Linked DNA regions of Mus musculus: region 2 is linked to region 1. Evidence: chromatin contacts called from public Hi-C data. All regions are on one chromosome and are shown on one strand. Each heading gives the region's core, a stretch centred on a gene start, on an enhancer-like site or on the middle of the called end of the contact. The rest is flanking DNA. Distances are from core to core; before and after follow the strand shown.

Region 1 (3,675 bases), core at 71-2,570:
TTGGTAGAAGTCTAGGGTTGTAAAAAAAATGGTTCCTGTCTTCTTTTTATTACGACTCAGCTAGTAACAACTGTGTAGGCGGCAGGAGATCAGAAATAAATGTCTGACTTGGATTTTGCACAACTGGGTTCTGCTCCAAAGCGCACTGCCTGCCCACTGACCCAGCTCAAGTTTTATAGGGACAGCAAATAGGTATAGTTTGGGAAATCTCAGCCCCTCCTCCTGAAGGTCCGCACCCTGGAACTGGCTGGTTTGCAGGTTGCTCCTGATTAGAAAGCCGCCAGCTGTTCTGCTTCCCAATTCAATTCCGAGAACACCACAAAAACTTCATCTAGTTTCTTCTCTTTCCCCCCCCCCCGGGGCGATTTCTTCTTTGATTTCTTCTCCTCCCTCCTCTTTCTCTTTCTCTTGTTTTTACAGTCTCCTGGTAATGACTAATTGGCGGTGTTTCCCAACTTTTTTATGTTTCTCTTGCTCTTGTTACAAGCGGTACTAACCCCGTGATATCCACAGGGACCTATAGACAGCCAACATTTCCAAATGATATACAGCGTTCTCCTTTCTTTCAAAGTGTAAAACATTTACAAGGAAATGTACAAATGTATTAGGCACATTTCCCGGGTCGGTCATTAGCGCGCCTCTCTGAGCCGGGGTGCGCTGCCCTTCCCCCTCGCCCCTGTTTCCCCCCTTTCCCCGCCACGGTCCCCTCTGGATCGCGCGTTTCCGCGTGCCAGCGGGGCGGCCCGCGAGACCGCAATTGCTCTGGCCGGGATTGACGAGCCTCGGATGCCCATTTACTGCGCGAGGCAGCCACTCTGGAGCCGCGGCACATCTGGATGGAGTCAGCCGCCGAGCGCCAGGGGCCAGCGCAGCGCGGCGGCGAGCGCGAGGGAGGCCGGCTCCCGGGCCGCCTCCGCGCTGCCCCGGTGCGCCCAGGCTGGATTTCCTGATGTAAACAGATTGGCCCTGCTGGAAAATAACCGCTCTGCTCCCCATGTCACTGAGCGTGCTTTATCTGCTCAGGGTCAGCACTGTGACTTAGAAAAACAGAAGCTTTGCTTTAGATTTAAACAGCTCCAAAGCCACAGCTCATCTCTGCTGGGCCGGGAAGGGGAGGCTTGGCAACCCAGCTCCTGCCTTTGTGTTTACTTGTTCCAGTTTCTGGTAATTTGGGAGCTAATTTTATTATCTACAGTAGAATTGGAAACAAGATGCTTTTGCAGTTCACGACGCTAAGGGCATGTGTGAATCTCTGTGTAGAAGGTTGGACGTGTCTATTCAGCTGTGGTCCCCAAGCTCTGTGCCCTGGCCCTCCGCTGGTTGTCTCCTGGGGCACAGGGCTTCCTAGGGCGTGGCTGGCCATGGTTTAGGGTTCACCCTGGTTTACCAGAGCTGGGGATCCAATCCTGAGAATGTGAGCCCTTAAAGCCTTTCCCTACAGAACCTCATGAAAGTAGAAATCAGCCAATTGTAAAACCGTGACAAAGACGTTTTGACATGGCCAGTGGAGAGGGAAAATTCAAAATGATGGCAGAGCCTGGACTGTCATCGCCGATAATTAAAATGAAATGTAGATAGATATGTTTCCAGTTCAACAGCAAGCAATTCTAACAGCCATGTCTAGAAACTTCTACTGACAGAATCATCCTGGGATACTGACAGAGCTTCCCTAACAAGCAAGGACTGGTTTTGCAGACTTTAAAAAGAAACTCCGGGGGGAGGGGGGGCAATGTGTGCACCTCTGAGGGCCTAGTTGCTCAGATAGAGGTGGGGTGTAAGCTGTTTTGGAAGGCCCTGGGGGCTGGAAGAGGAAGAGTTACAGCTTCCTGTGACGTCCTGTGACGTGCTAGGGTGTTCTGAGTCCTGTTCTGGGTTTCAGGGACACTGCATCAGAGTATTAACTTTGTATTAACTAAAGGCCCAGTCACAGTGGGCTGCTACTCAACTTTGAATGGGTTCATAGAATTTGTGTCTTTTTCCCCCTCACAGGCTGTATTTTGATGAAATTACTCCAAATTGGGTGAACAATGATGGAAAGAATGTGGATCTGAATGGGCAAATTTGCTGTTAGCTGATTTTGATATGGAGACGAGGTTCAGATTGGTGGCAATGAGGTTGGTTAGAGCAATATCTCTTTCCTTAGAGCAAATAGAGGCCTGGCCTTATACATTTTGACGTGAAGAAGAGTAGGAATATCCAATGACTCGGCTGGCCTAGTTTCCTGAGAAGGAACTCACTGGAGAATTGTTTCAAAATAGTTGTTCCAGCATGATTTTAAGTTTAAGGATTTGTGAGTGTAAGCATTTTCGGTTTCCTTTTACTGCCTTATAGTGGTAACAAGCTCAGCAAGCCTTCACTATCATTAGCAATATGTCACCATTACCATTCTTTGTAATTTTGCCAGCTTTCAGTTTTTACGTTTTTTGTAGAATTTTGTTTCATTTGTTTTTCTTTCCTGAAAACAGTTAAAATATTTTCAACTTCGCTGACTTCTGCACTTACATTATTTCTTTCGTGTTTCTTTAAATTTATTTTGCTCTTATCCTTAGTTTCTTGAGGGAGGAATTTGAAACTTTTGTTATTTCTAAGATTTTAGTACAATATATTTCCTTACCACTACTTTAATACTACTAATATATTATAATATATAATATAATAATACTAATACACTACTCCTGATAAATGATCTTCTGGTTGTACTCTCTTGTACACTATTTTCACCTCACAGTTTCTTTGTTATGTCACTTTTAACTCATGAATAATTTAGAAATTTATTTAGAGATATCCTGACAGCTCTGTTATTCATTTGGAGTTTGATTTCATTGTGGCCAATCAAGCATATTTTGTATAATTTTGGTATTTTTAAGTTTGTTGTTGTTTGTTTTTCTTTTTTACCCAACAGAAGTAAACATACCTGTCACATTTGAAAAGGTTTTCTATCTAAATTCCATATAGGAGGCTCTGTGCAAATCACTTAGGTCCTGCTGGTTGACATTATTGTTCAGGCCCTCTTTTTTCTACATTTCTATCTTAAAGTGCTATCAGTTGTGATTATGCACTGAAAACCGTAGTTTGTAGACTCATCTATGTCTTTCAATTGCTTCTTGTGTCTTGAGATTCTTTTATTCGCTACTTAATTAAGATTACTATTTCTTCTTGTAGACTAATATTTTACAACTAGAGATTATCTCTATTTCTACAATTTTCTTTGTTTTCAAGTCTATTTTATCAATACAGAGATATGCTTTAAAATCACTATTTTATTGATAAATTTATTTCCAACCTTCTGTGTTTAATCTGCCTGTGTCATTGTATAAGAGAAACAATCAGAAGTTAGTTGGCAATATTTCTTTATGTATTCTGTTAACTTATATTTATTATAATGATTAGAATAATGAGAAAATTCACATTCAAGTTGGCTGATGGCTTGTAAATACCTTAATTGCCATTTTTATTGTTTCCCTCTGTGTTTTTTTTTTTTTTCTTCCTTTTCTGTAGGGTACTTGGTACTGTACTAGGATTCTCACTTAATTTTCTATTCGTGTTTTAGTGTGTTTACTTAAACAACTTTTATAGTGACTGCTGTTTCATGATGTATGCATTTCAATTGACACTACTATCTTAACATTTCCTATCGAAAAAAAAAGTTCAATTCCTTTTGGGTTCTTTGATCTT
Region 2 (3,419 bases), core at 895-3,394, 180 kb before region 1:
GGACCATGGGGAGTGGAAAGAAGAAACATTATCTTGAAAAGTACCTCATTTCATGACCACACACAGCCAACTGTCTCCACCCAATTTTTGCTGTATCTGACAGCTCACTGTCGTAAGGAGTCATAGAGGAGTTGCCTTTGTCCTTTTCAATCTGAAAGCCAGGCCTGTAAGCAGTCCCAGTTATACTCACTGACTATAATTCCTTTCCCCCTCCCAGAGCAGGTTCTGCAAATCTCTTGTTTGTTCTTCCTTCTGGGCTTCTGGTTCCTGACCCAGGTATAGGTAGGTACTCAACAGTATTTGAGGAGTGAAAGAAGACAGAAGGCTACAGCATCTTCAGGGTTCTTGTGGGTCCTCCAGGGAGAATTTAAAGGAGGGAAGCTTCTTCATTAGCTTGGGTTCGAATCACTGGGGGTCACCCTCTAGCCTCCAGCAGTGGGCTGTCCACTAGTGTGTAGCTAGTGTGCTCAGGCACGAGTGGTCTGGTCCACCTCTGTCTCATAGCATAGTTCTGGTCCTCCAAGAAGTTGTACAGGATGGGCCTTGCAATTCTGTTGCTTAAGAAGAAACCAAAGTAGTATTTTGAAGTTTCTGAATTCACTGTGGTGAGATTAAATGTCTTTCCCAAAAGGAGAAATGCTGTTTGTCTGCCTGGTTCTGTCTGTATATGCATTTGCTGGACATAGATGAACTAAAATTTAAGTTACATCAATTTCTTTTTAAAACAAAACAAATAAGTAACACTAGATTCTGCAGCTGCTCAGTTTAACTTGCAAGTTTACTTTTGGAAGTTGAAGTTGTGGCTGCCTGTGCTCAGTGAGGGGATGGTTGGGTGGCACTGCCACAGGGCTGTGTGCTGCTGGCTCGTTGTTCTCCGCTTCCCTTTGCAATGGATTTGATAGACTATTGCTGATCTCAGCTTGTTTTATTTCTTTGAGGCTCACCTGGATAAGGACACAGTGTTTAGGGAGTCTTCTCACAAGGTAGTGTCTTAGTCACTGTTGTATTGCTGTGGAGAGATTCCACGAGCAACTCTTACAAAAGAAAGCATTTCATTGGGCATTCTTTACAGTTTCAAAGATTAGTTCATTTTCACCATGGCAGGCAGGCATGGTGCTGGAGAAGTAGCCTAGAGTTCTATGTTCTGTTCTGCAAATAGCAAAAAGAGCCACTGGGCCTGGCTTGGGCTTTTGACACCTCAAAGCCCAGTCGTAGTGACACTCTTCCTCCATCAAGACCACACCTCCTAATTTGTATAATATTTTCAAATAGTTCCACTCCCTGGTGGCTAGGTACTGAAATATTAGCCTATGGGAGGCATTCTCCTTCAGACCACCACAGACAGTTTTCTCTAGCAAGTACCCTCTGATTCCAAGATAAAAGGAAAGGCACCCTTGAACATTTTTTTCTAGCTTGTTAGAAAAGAGATATATTCCCTCTTGTTTTGTGGAGAGGGAGGCCAGTATTCATCTAACTTTGTCAGACATCTGGACTCCTTCACAATTCTGATTCTCCCAGGATTCTCCCAGGCCAGCCAGTCCTAAATGCAACCATTCAAATCCTCCCTGAAAACTGCACACACCCCTTCAGAGCAAGGCTGAAGAGCAGTGCCAGAAAGCATCACAGTCCGTCAGTTGCTGGAAAGAAGGCGCGTTTACACAGGAAACAAAGTTCCTATAGCTTTGCTTCTGGGATTTTCCCAGCACAGTGTTCTCAGGAGAGTTGGGAACCCCAGTTACAGATACCCGAGGCTTGGCTTTTTGGCACTACCATGGCTTCCAGCTTCTAACTTTGACATCTTTTTGTGTCCAGTTATTCCATGTCCCCCTTTAATAGTGGTGTCCCTTTATCTTTACAGCTTCTTGGCTTTTAGGGCTTCAGAGATCGTGCACCTCACTCTGGTGACAGCAGAAAGAGAAACCTCAGTCCCTGGCTCACCACAGCCCTCCAGGCCTCTGGTTTGGTTCCCTAATATGTTCCCATTCTCTGATCCTACCGACCAACTGCCCCAGTCCTGGGTCGCAGACTTAAGTCTGAACTTCGCCCACTTTGCTTTAGATCCAGGTCTACCAGCATGTTCCTTCACTGCTTCTACCACCTCACACTACAAAGGTCCCCAGGGGCTCAGTGGCTGACTCCCAGGCTGTCACAGTCGGCCAGCCTCCACCTGCAGCAGCTCTTTCCCATTCACTGGCGCCAGCCCCTGAATGGGTCTTGCACTTTGATTATTTGTGTTAACAGTTAATTTAGCACACCAGCCACGTGTGCCAAAGCTGCCTTCACTTCCTCCTCATTTCCAACAAACAGCACTTTTATGAGATCCCTTCAAAGTGACTCCCAGGCTGTCTTCTCAGTTTGCAGCCTTTGTCTCTCCTTACACAGACCCTATTTTTTCTCTGCGTTTCCATCTTCTACCAGACACTCCCTCTTTACAAGCCACAATGCATTTGTGATCTTCGATCTTACATATATTAGTAGGAAAAGAGCTATTTCTGTCAACTCTTCTGGACTAGTGCTCTAATAAAAATTTATGAAGCCGTGGTATTTTTCTGTGAACCATGGTATTTTCCTGAGTGTGTCCTTGGGGACCAGAGATCTTGGGCTTGGTGTCCTGCAGCTACCATGGCAGGCATACCTTGGGGACCTTTACAAAAATTACTATTCTAATTAAATGTCACATAAAAAACATATCTATTTCAACAAATTTACTTGCATTTTTCAAATGTCTCCATAATGTCCCAGGTATATTTTAATTCAACCAAGTTGATCGTCAAAATTAGTCATCACAATATGGCATCTATCTGAATTTGTTTTTCTCTTTCTTCATTGACAAACTGCTACAGAGAGACAAATGAATAGCTTTGGTACTAAGTTTGAACTCTCAGAAGAAATACCATCTTCTCGAAATTACCCATCTCAGAAATAACATGGCATGTCTTTTCCATGAGGACAACTTGATATATCAGTATTTTACTCACCCCCAAGTCTAATTCCCTCCACCTCTGTGACAGAATTGTTTGAAACGATATTGCCCCAGAGACCATGAAGGTGCCTTTGGCTTCGGATGGTTTGGATGGAGCCCAGGGTTTTCTCTTTCTTCTGCTGAGAGAAGGAAATTCCCACAAGTGAGGCCTTTGTGCTTCGTGGGGGGCTCTTCTGCATAACCCTGGCTTTTCTTTCCTTTCAGAATTTGCACCCAGCTTGCTGACAATGCTCAGAGTTTTGTTTGGTAGTGGCTGTTTATGGGGAGACAAGCAGGATTTCCTTATGTGCTCAGGGGTAGCTCAAGCAGGAGGAGGACTTTTGAGCTACAGGACTGTAAACAGCATTGCAGTGCAGCCCGGACTTCTGTCTGCTGCTGTGGGCATCAGCTCCGACTATCTTAGATGCTAGTGGTTCTTGATCAACTCAAATTGCTG

Evidence for each region. A called contact is a pair of places that touch in the nucleus more often than the background predicts.
Region 2: a Hi-C map of nephron progenitors shows a contact between it and region 1, with 2.6 times the contacts expected there. The contact joins two enhancer-like sites. A contact is called at or near these places in 3 of 484 Hi-C or Micro-C datasets (nephron progenitors and uterus) and 2 of 115 datasets of contacts at active chromatin or transcription factors (embryonic fibroblasts and fibro-adipogenic progenitors).

What each region holds. Positions count from the first base shown.
Region 1 is chr16:15,082,191-15,085,865 of GRCm38.p6, reverse strand. It overlaps the pseudogene Gm46561. Among named protein-coding and RNA genes, the nearest start is that of Gm41423, 30 kb to the left of the region's middle. RefSeq lists an enhancer at 158-1,274. Within about 2 kb of position 1,320, at least 109 of the 459 cell types and tissues checked have an H3K27ac peak or open chromatin away from gene starts, as enhancers often do. A contact at or near this core is called in nephron progenitors, where this site is marked.
Region 2 is chr16:15,258,451-15,261,869 of GRCm38.p6, reverse strand. No RefSeq gene overlaps it. Among named protein-coding and RNA genes, the nearest start is that of Gm41423, 150 kb to the right of the region's middle. Within about 2 kb of position 2,144, at least 14 of the 459 cell types and tissues checked have an H3K27ac peak or open chromatin away from gene starts, as enhancers often do. A contact at or near this core is called in nephron progenitors, where this site is marked.